2 separate regions of the Oryctolagus cuniculus genome follow, and region 2 is linked to region 1. Evidence: chromatin contacts called from public Micro-C data. All regions are on one chromosome and are shown on one strand. The core of a region is the stretch at or near the end of the contact, and the rest is flanking DNA. Distances in the headings are between cores, read along the strand shown.

What was found. Hi-C and Micro-C count contacts between places; a contact is called where the count stands out from the background.
Region 2: a Micro-C map of ear pinna shows a contact between it and region 1, with 13 times the contacts expected there. The contact joins two enhancer-like sites. A contact is called at or near these places in 5 of 6 Hi-C or Micro-C datasets (ear pinna, embryonic fibroblasts, psoas muscle and 2 more).

What each region holds. Positions count from the first base shown.
Region 1 is chr8:70,876,944-70,882,427 of mOryCun1.1, reverse strand. All of the region lies in intron 8 of PDLIM5 (PDZ and LIM domain 5), which reads left to right. Among named protein-coding and RNA genes, the nearest start is that of PDLIM5, 140 kb to the left of the region's middle. Within about 2 kb of position 4,092, at least 1 of the 8 cell types and tissues checked has an H3K27ac peak or open chromatin away from gene starts, as enhancers often do.
Region 2 is chr8:71,065,663-71,070,928 of mOryCun1.1, reverse strand. No RefSeq gene overlaps it. Among named protein-coding and RNA genes, the nearest start is that of PDLIM5, 51 kb to the right of the region's middle. Within about 2 kb of position 2,393, at least 3 of the 8 cell types and tissues checked have an H3K27ac peak or open chromatin away from gene starts, as enhancers often do.

The sequences.
Region 1 (5,484 bases), core at 2,843-5,342:
CACAAATGTAAAACTAAAGAAAAAATTAAGGGACTATATTCAGTGGATTTACATCTGTTTCCATTGTTATTGGGGCAGTAACCCTGGAAAAGGAATTATTATTGTATGTTGAATTTGGTTGGTTGGTTGTTTGAATCAGAAGGGGATGAGCAAATACTGTCCTTGCATAATTTGGAAACTACTTCCTTTATGTTCTTACATTTCCCCAAATTACTTTTAAGTTTGTTATTATGTAATGCTCAAAGTTGATTGTAAATTATTTTGAGTAAGCAGATGTGAGGAGGCAAGATTACACATGGAAGACTTTATTAGAGAATAGTTCCTTGTAGATTTAGCTGTCTCTTTAAGTAGATACTATTCAGGATGGCTGTATGAAGAAGAAAAGGCCCTGATTTGGCTCCAAAAGAAGGCAAGAAGAGAATTCTGCCCTTCTTTGCAGTGGGGGATATAGAATTTTTTTTTTGATTTGGTTAGATTCAGAAATGCTGTTTTCTACCAACAAATTTCTAAGCTGGTAGCTGTATTTAGGGTATAGAAAATTTCCAGGCGTTAACTAGTAAAATATAGAAAAGATGAGTTTGCTTTGTTTTTAACTCAGAGGAAAAGAACGTAAAGTAAATTGCGACATGAATGATTATGAGACATCAAAGAAGTATTTTTCTTGGTGATGTAAACTATTGTGCATTGCTGCTATTCCTAGGAAGCTGTTTTGGGCAATACATGGAAGCTAAATATCTGATCAGAAATGCTTTCTGCCTTGTAATATAATGTATTATAAATGAGATCTAAATTGAGTAATAAATGCATTTTGGAGTTTGAAAAAGTGTTGTAATAAAGTTATCTTTAACTTAGCTTTGTACCTGTTCTGGTTCCTCAAGGCTAGTAAAATAATGGTGCCATCCAGGACTTACTGTAGTATCACTTTATACAAAATAAATAATTCTAGTGACATTTCATTTGGAAAACATTTTTAATTTTTTAAATAAAATTTTATATTATTTGAAAGGCAGAGAGAAAGAGAGAGAGATATCTTCTCTCTGTGGTTCACTCCCTAAATACCCACAAAAGCCAAGGCTGGGTGAGGCCAAAGCCAGGAGTCAGGAACTCCATCCTGGTCTCCCATGTTGGTGGCATGAATCCAGGTACTTGAGCCATCATCAGCTGCTTCCCAGGCGCATTAGCTGGAAACTGCATTGAAATGGATATAGAATTGGATCCCAGGCACTCCAATGTGGGAAGCAAGTGTCCCAAGTTGTGACTTAACTCTGCACCATAATGCCTGCTGCCCCTGGAAAACATTTTTTTTTACAAGATTTATTTATTTATTTGAAAGGCAGAGTTACAGAGAGGCAGAGGCAGAGAGAAAGGTCTTCTCTCTGCTGGTTCACTCCCCAAGATGGCCGCAATGGCCAGAACAGTACCGATAAGAAGTCAGGAGCGAAGAGCTTCCTCTGGGTCCCCCATGCAGGTGCAAGAGCCCAAGGACTTGGGGCATCTTCCACTGCTTTCCCAGCCCACAGCAGAGAGCTGGATCAGAAGTGGAACAACCAGGACTTGAACCCGCACCCATATGGGATGCCAGCATGGCAGGCAGTGGCTTTACCTGCTACACTACAGTGCTGGCCTTGGAAAACTTTTTTTTTAAATTTGTGAGGTTACTAAAATATGAGTGTAAAACACAGCAAAGGCCCATCTTGATCTCTCCCTGACCACCTCAGCCTGGGTTTTATTTAATATGACACCCTAGGTAACACGTAAGATCAGGTAGACTACTATGGCACAGCATAGAATTTTTCTTTGTGTGAAGGTGATTTCCTGAAGAATCCTGCTGGCATTCCAAGATTCATATTTATTTTCCCAGGTGTCTTTCACTTCACTATCAAAATGGACTACCCACAACTGTCTGATAATTTGGAGAAAATGACGTTAGTTTCAGTTAATGATTGGTTACTATTTAAAATTTGGCCTGCAAAATGTAATGAAAAAGAAAAACAATTCTAGGATTTATCTATGCTCATTTCTACTGCATTTCATGATGTCTAAAATGTGTTTTATTCCATCAGTTTTCATTAGATACAGTAGGTTCTGCCAGCTTATGCTTTTATGGCCAAGACATCCCTCCCAGTTATAACTCTGCCTCTGGCCTCTGCAAGAAAATCTACTTTCTTAAACCAGGATATCCAATTTTCAGTTATCATTCCATGATCTCAGATGATGTCTAAAAGCAACATTAAATATAATAACAATAAGATGGTGTGGTAAACATAATATTTTCCATTAAGACCAGATTTCTAGATTAACTGCATAGTTGGTTGGAAAAACTACTAGAAAGAGTTTTAGACCAATAAAATAATTTTTCTCTAATATAGATGAGAGAACATGCTAGAACTTTATAACCTGAAATGGATGCACTTGAAAATAAAAATTTGATATCTTGCTTAAAGACAAAGCATTTCATATGTTATTGAAAAATATGACTTAGATAAATTTAATACTCCATACTTGAATATGTGGATAAATGTTCAGCCAGGACCACAGATGACATTCCATTTGACCCTGTTGGAAGTTCAATTCTGGAGCTCAACAAATCTCTCGGGACATCTTATATTCCTAGCTGAAAAGCCAGCCAAAAATTATAAAGGCTTCTTGGAAAAATATTGTTGTAAGCCTAGTGACCTAATTTATGACTTGTTTTTGTTTGTCTGTCTCATGCAGACTTTCTTTATCTCAAGCTTGTTTTTAATGTGACATTGGGAAGTTACTCTTAACAATTTTCCACATTGTTCATGGGAGAGGAAAGCAAGTATTGAATGGTGCAGTGCTAGCACGCAGGTCAGATGATCAGAGTGGCTGAAAGGTGAGATAGGAGGGAAAGCGCAATAGCATAGCATAATTCCTAGGCATAGAGGCAAATAACCTACATTCTCATCACTGTCCATAGCATTTTACCTGGGTAATTATTGTACTATATCTCATCACTTTTGAGTCAAATTACAAAATGAAGAACCAGGGAGGCTGGTCAACTTGCTAATAAAGTGCACATTGCACCTCTCATTCATGCCAGCCCTGATTATTATCAGTTTAATGTCTTTCCTACTGAAGACCTGGAAGCATATATGTAAGGAACAGAATGGGATGTCCACTGGAGCATACATAAAAGTCATATTTTTAAAAAAGATTTATGTATTTATTTGAAAGTCACAATTACAGAAGGAGAGACAGAGAGAGAAAGATTGTCCATCGTGTGGTTCACTCCCCAGATGGCCACAACAGCTGAGCATGGGCTGGGAGCCAGGAGCTTCATCCGAGTCTCCCACATGGATAGCAGGATCCCAAGCACTTGGACCATCCTCCATTGCTTTTCCCAGGCCATTAGCAGGGAGTTCGATCACAAGTGGATCAGCCAGGACACGAACTGGTGCCCATATGGATGCTGGCATTGCAGGGTACAGCTTTACCAGCTATGGCACAACACCAGCCCCCATAAAGCCAGATAAAAATAAAACTAGAATGTTAAAAATTAGACAAAACAATGATTTATTCATAATTTAGTGATTAATTTGAGAGCATAGTTTTCTCTCTATTAAAAAAAAAAACTGGCTAGAATTTTTTGGACTAGTTTCTTTTGCTTATCTTATTCAAGAAGATTCCTTACACCGAGTAAATAATCCCTTGATTATTCTTTTGAAAATAGGCAGAAGCTCTGGAAAGTGGAAAGATAAGGAATCGCAAGAAACAAGGAGTGTCAGTTCTCAGTTTTAGACTCAGATTTGTAATTACTACTCTCTGCCACTGAGTTTTCACTTCTTTAAAATATGTACTTAGCATCTGCTGGACACTGTAATTCTATACAGATACCACTTTGGTGGAGGGCTTGATACCGCCTCTGCTGGCGGTCAGCCGGCATGTGTCAGCCCCTTCACAAATTACCAGCTGCACCTCTCCCCACAAGCCACAGGCTTAGTGAAGATGCCTGCATTCGGTGAACTGACTCAGAGAGAAGAGGTGAAAAGCGTGGCCACTTCAGCCCCGCTGAGGACAACTTGGAAGGCCGTTCTAGCTTGGGAGCTGCTGTGTCATGGGCCGGGCCTGTCCTAAGTCCTGAGTAGCAACTGGACTTCTCCCTTCTGCCAACTCCTGCTCCTCGGCTTCTCTCTTTCACAGCTGTTGATCCTAGGGGCACTTTTTAGGAAGCATCCGCCATGCTAAACCAGTCTTGCAATCTGCTTTCTGGAGAACCTGATCTGCTGCAGAATTATAGTCTTAGATTTATAATTTGGGCCTCAGTTCAGCATGTTCCTTTTATTAATCTTTTTCTCTTTTCTTTGTCATTTCTCATCTCTTCTCCTTAAGTCTTCAACCCAGACCACAACCACACCATTTGGGGAAGTTTTAAAATAAAAGATTAGTTACTGGTGTATGGCAGTCAAAAGGAAGGTACACTCAGTTTTGTTTGCATCAAGTAAGGAGTATTTATTTGCTGATTGCATCAGAGGCAGCCCAGGAGTAGTGAGTAGATAAATGTATGTAAAAGTCAAATACAGTCAGCCGTATGAATACAGCATTGCAAGAGGAGCTTTAAAATGCAGCATTAGCATACAGTAAATGTAGTAAACACTTAAAGTGGGAAAGGAGCGCGTATAATATTACTGTGATTTGCCTGTTAGAATTTTCCATATGCAGTATTTTATAATCACATGTATTAGCCATGTAATCAGTCACTTAATAATCTTATTTGCTGTTTTCTTCATATCCTGAAAAGTTCATTTCCACTTCTCTCCCGGGGAAGGCGCTGCTTTGTGGCCTCTGAAAATGTGTAGGGTACTACGCAGAGATGATGAGGTCAGGAAGGGGCTGCTGGGGGCCAGGGAGATTAAATGCCTTGTAATATGCTGAATAATCCCGCGGAATGAAGAAGACTCATCCTGTTGAAAGTCCCAATGGCATGCTGCTAAGAATGTGCTGAGTGCAAATGCCATGGGAAATTTATTTAATCATCTTACAAATGTAGTGTGTGTGTATGTATGTATGTATTTATATATAATGCATCATTTTGTAAAGCACAGTACAATTTATTTTTAGTTAAAGATTACCTTTCTGGATCTCAACCATTTTTTAAGTTTCTACTGAATGGTAATATTAGTATGAATCTAATGCTTAGTTTTTAATTCTTACTGCCTCTATGATCTATTTACATAAGTATGAACCATTTTAATTTAGCAACAAAGGAACTAGGACATCATGAACAAGAACATACTTTTATCTGTTCTTTCTCTTCCTTGCTTAAGGAATGATAGGTTCTGATGTTTCACAGACTACGGTTATGAATTATAATGCATGATATGGCATTTTTGAAGAATTAAAATATTTACCAAGAGAGTAGTGACTGCTTTTCCCTCTAGTAGGAAAGCAGTTGAAACTCGGGTTACTAGCTACACTGTACAGTAGTGGAAAACCGTTAAGAGAAAAGATATCCTCTTCTAC
Region 2 (5,266 bases), core at 1,144-3,643, 190 kb before region 1:
GAGTACTGGGCCAAGTGTGTCTGTCAGGATAACCCAAACGTTTTTACATGAGTGTCACAGGGTTCCCACAAGAAACAAGGGAAGGTAGTCCTCAGTGCACAACATTTTCCAAGTCTCTTTTTGCTTCACATTTGCTTATTGTCTATTTGCCCAAATTATGTCACATTTTTTATATCAGATTTATAAGTCCCAATTCATTATAGAAGAGTCTGTTCACAAGCATGGATACAAGGAGGCATGAACAAAGTGGGGACATTATTACAGTAATCTGCAACCAGCAGTATAAAATTTGACCAGAATGAGACTGAAGAGTAATGTCATGGAATAAGTATGATGATGTAACTTCCTCTTATAAAAAAATCAAGCACCAAAAGATATGGTATATCCAAAATAGGCCATAGGAATTACGAGACAAGTTATTATGGCCATACTAGTTTAAGAAAGTCCTCACGGAAATAATGGCATATAATGGCTCTCAGAGAATGGGTGGGAATTGGACACATGGGAGGACTCTGTGGACACAGGGTTAGGAGTGGATAAATGAGGGAAGAACCTTGGGGAAAAAAGGTAGAGACTAAGAACAGCTCATGTGTGTTGAACAGTGAAGGAACACACTTGAGTAGCTGGCTGATCAGGAATACTAGAGAGGATGATGTGAAAATACTAGGAAATAAGCAGGTAAAATCAATGTAAATTCTGAATGGAGGCATTGAAAGCTGAAGCACAATTTCAAGTTCTAACTGCACAACATCAACCCTAATACCCACTGCTACCTTTTCAATGCATCATGTTGTGGCTAATATTATATTAATCCATTAAAACTACATTACTGAAGCTGTAATTTTTAAATAGCATTTTTGATGTAAAGGTATTAGGGTATTAGGAAAAATCATTTAGTAGCACAACTGAAGATAGATGAGGGCAGAGGTAAGCATTAGGAACCAGATACACATTTATTACCACCATCCAAGTTAAAGTACCAACATCAAGAACAGAAAGACTGGGGCAAATAGAGACATCATATTAAATCAGAAAAAGGAAAAGGAAAATTTGAGACATACTTTAAGTAAAATATAGTGGCATTTTAAGACTATAGATTTAGACTCAGTACCTGTCTCCTCCCAATGCCTTTCCTTTTATGTCATAACCTCCCAAAAACTTGAAAAGGGCTGATGTTTCACTACACAGGTTTGGTATTTTAGATGCAGTTGACCAAGTTTGCTTACACGTTCTCCACGTGAAGTGAGAGAGGGAGAGGTCACCACTAGAGGGCAGCAGTCCCCTCACTTGCCACCGCCGTCACTCTTCAGTTTGACTTCCTATACAGATAGTGGTTTTAGTATTTATTCTGGCCAGTAACTGCTCATTTTCTCTTCCTACAGAAAACACCTGCTATGTAGTTTTACTAACTATGAAATTCCACTAATTTAGAGGTAAAATACCTGAGAGTTGTAATCTTGGTAGAACATTTAGAATCTGTTGCCTTTTTTATTGTTATTTTTGGTTCAATAGCTCAGAAATAAGGTGACACCTGGGATCTGAGCAAGAACTTGTTGGTCACACCATGTACTGTAGTGACAAGTAAAATGTAGCCTGTGGCCAGCTGAGTTCTAAATAGGATTGCTCCTTCTCAAGGCTTGCTTTGCCCTTTATCCAGTACACAGGCAGCTGTGACAAGACAGCCCCTTTGCTCAAAATAGCTGTCCACCAGCCTGTCACTCACCTGAAGTGCACTAAGATGGTGGTTCCCAACGTTTTCAAAGTTAGGGACCTTGGCAAGCAATGTGGGTGAGTTAAAGTACGTGTAACATCAAAAATGCTATTTAAAAATTATAGCTTCAGTAATGTAGTTTTAATGAATTAATATAATATTAGCCACAACATGATGCATTGAAAAGGTAGCAGTGGGAACATTCAAAATAGTATCTCAACAGTCACAGTTCAGGCTCACTGCCTCAGCTCATTCATGGGCTCTGATGTATATCCACAGTCTACTTCTTTCCTACGGCACAAGTTCTGGGGTCTACACGAAGGGAATCACTGAGTTTATGTATTAGGCCCCCAAACCACCACTTTCAAGATGGCAACATCTTATTTTCTAGTTAGATTTTAAAAAAAAGTAACCCACTCTTAGAAATGGAAAATGAACAGTTTCAGGGTATGATTAGAAGGCGAGAGTCCCTGGCATTCCTCCATGAGCACATCTGATACAAGTTTGTATGTAGCTGCCTATGATATTCCTCTAAAGATGTATCATGGTTAAAGTTTTTAAAATATCAGTGGCAGTTTGATCTCTCAAAGACGTCAATTCCAAATACAGTCTGTCTGTATGACCTAAACCTCTTCCTTTGGTGTCCTCCTGAGTGCGTAACACACATTCTTAGCTCAAATTTCCTGCGAGTTTTGACATCATAGATGAGGTATCTACTGGCGCTAATACAAGAGTATCTGGCCACATGCAGCTCTGAAGAGAGCCAAGATTCCATAGCTCATGTTAACTGATGGTGAAACTCCACTGCTCAATTCTGGGAAAAGTCAAATTGCATCTTTTATTAAAGTAAATTACTGTATGTTCAGCACTGGTTTCTCATTGGAATTTATCAACCAGAGGATGCAATTAATTAAATAGGACATCCATGGTAGATTATTTATTATCAAGGAGGGGTACCAAATATAATCAGGATCACATATCTACACCGAAGGAAACAAACTTACCCAAAAGGCAGCATTCAATTTCTGTGTCAATTAAGAAACCATCATATAATAAGGGAGAAATATATTATACTTTCATAGGCCTCAAGGCTATTGTATGGTTAAAAAAAAAAAAGAAGCAATTATTCTTACTGTTGTCAAATACTCTTACTCTTGATAAATACAGAAGACAGTTCTATGGGTCACAGGCTAACAGAGAGCTAGCAGCCTGTTTTCCGTAACCTGTACCAGCCATTCCCACCCTTACTAAGAACAAGTCCACAGCCTTTCTCATGGGGTAGCAGGACTCAGGCGAATAATGCATGAGTTGTAGTTGCACCTTTGGGCAGTTGGCAGTGGATAGAATTCTCTGAAATCTGGAGGTCATAGGTTGGGCAATGCTGATCTGGGTCAACCTTCATTTTCTGAGGTCCAGTGAGATTAAAGGATTTATACAAAATGACTTACATCACATAGTTTGTTTATATATTTATGTTTATATTTATATAAAATATAAATCTCCCCAAGGTTTGTCTCATAGAATGTCCGCTTCCCCACAAGTATAGGTGAGAGTCTTCAGAGCCTTTGAAAGATTCCTCCACTAATTCAGAGAATTGTATTTTCAGGAAATGTATCAGCTAGGAGCTGAGAGCACTACTATACTTCATACCTGAAAACTCCAAAGACTGCTCAGGAAACTTATAAATAGAATAGCTACCAATGGTTTGATGTCAGTCTTAAGACATAAATAATGTTTAGCAGGTGTCAAACCAAGGCCTGGTTCTGTCTGATGTTTTCATCTGTGACCTAGATAAGACATTGGCAACCCGGAGGGCCAAAATCTCTTCCAAGAATTGTAAGGGCAGGCACTCAGCCCCCACATCGCACAGTGGAGTACCTGTGCCTGATTCCTGGCTCCAGCTCCTGACTCATGCTAATGCAGACTCAGGGAGGCACCAATCATGGGTCCAGTAATTAGGTTCTTGCCACTCATATGCGAGATCTGGATTGAGTTTCTGGCTCCTGGCTTTGGCCCAGCCCAGCCCCAGCATTGGGGGCATTTGAGGAAGTAATCAGAGGATGGGGAGTTGTCCGTCTCTCAAATAAATGAAGTAAATAAATGGAATTGTATCTGTTAGGAAGCCTTCTGTGCCTCCTGTCCACAGTTTGCTATTTCTTATCTTCTTCCCAAATCAGGTTCCATTTCATTCCCATAGCTCAACTGACCTCACCTAGGAGTTAGATTACTTAATTATTTACCACAACACTATGAGTGATTTTTGCAAAAACAAACAACAACAACAACAACAACAAAACATTCTTCGAAATAGCTGAGAGGCCTTTAATTTTTTTAAAATTTATTTATTTATTTGAAAGTCAGTTATACAGAGAGAAGGAGAGGCAGAGACACGGGGGTGGGGGGTCTTCCATACACTGGTTTACTCCCCAGATGGCCGCAATGGCCAGAGCTAGGCTGATCCGAAGCGAGGAGCCAGGAGGTTCCATGGGGTCTCCCACACTCCCACGAGGGTGCAGGGGCCCAAGGACCTGGGCCATCCTCTACTGCTTTCCCAGGCCACAGCAGAGAGATGGATTGGAAGTGGAGCAGCCAGGACTCGAACTGGCACCCATATGGGATGCCAGCACTGCAGGCGATGGCTTTACCCACTAAGCCACAGCATTGGCCCCAGGAGCCTTTAATTTTTAAAATGATTTTTTTTTATCCAAAAGAGTACTTCTTTGAGATATGCATCACTGCTCTACTTAACATACTAGAATATTTCTTCCTGTGAAGAATAGCTGTAACTTCTCCGAATCCACTAATGTTTAAAAATTCTTTCAAAATTTGAAATCACAACATTCCTTCTCACTGAACCTGAGCTAAACCTCCAAATCCTTCTCCGTCTGATTCCTCAGGCAGCAACTAACAATTGATCAATGAGACTCAATCACTACATGTAAGGAAATTGACTTGCCATTAAAAAGCATCATTGTATAAAACATCATTTTGTTTGAAAGGCAGAGAAAGAGAGATTTTCCATCCACTGGCTCATTCTCCAAATTTCCCCAACAGCCAGAGTTGGACCAGGCCAAAGTCAGGAACCAGGAACTCAATCTGGATCTCCCATGGGAAGCACAGACCTAAATACTTGAACCACCACCTGTTGCCTCCCCGGGTGCACATTAGCAGGAAATTGGAAGTGGAACCAGGCACTTCATTGTGGCATGTGTTCCAAGGGGGCAAGTTCACTGCTACAACGGACCCTTGCTCCTTGCAATTTCTGATTTGTGTGATGTGAATATATTCCTATTTGCAGGTGAAGAATGATATTTTATAACCTCTCAAAATATTCCTTTGTATATCATTTTAAAGAAAGGGTAATGCATTTTCGTTCTCTGCTTTTTTACTTATAGACCTTATTGAAGCTGGAAAAACAGAACATGTTGGGAGCTTTGGTTTTTATCAAAGAGACAGCGGATGCTTCCATCAGGATCACTGAGATCTAAATCATTTCTGTAAGTAACAACAGTACTTAAAGTCATGTGAAATTTTGAAAACCGGAGTTTTAGCCAT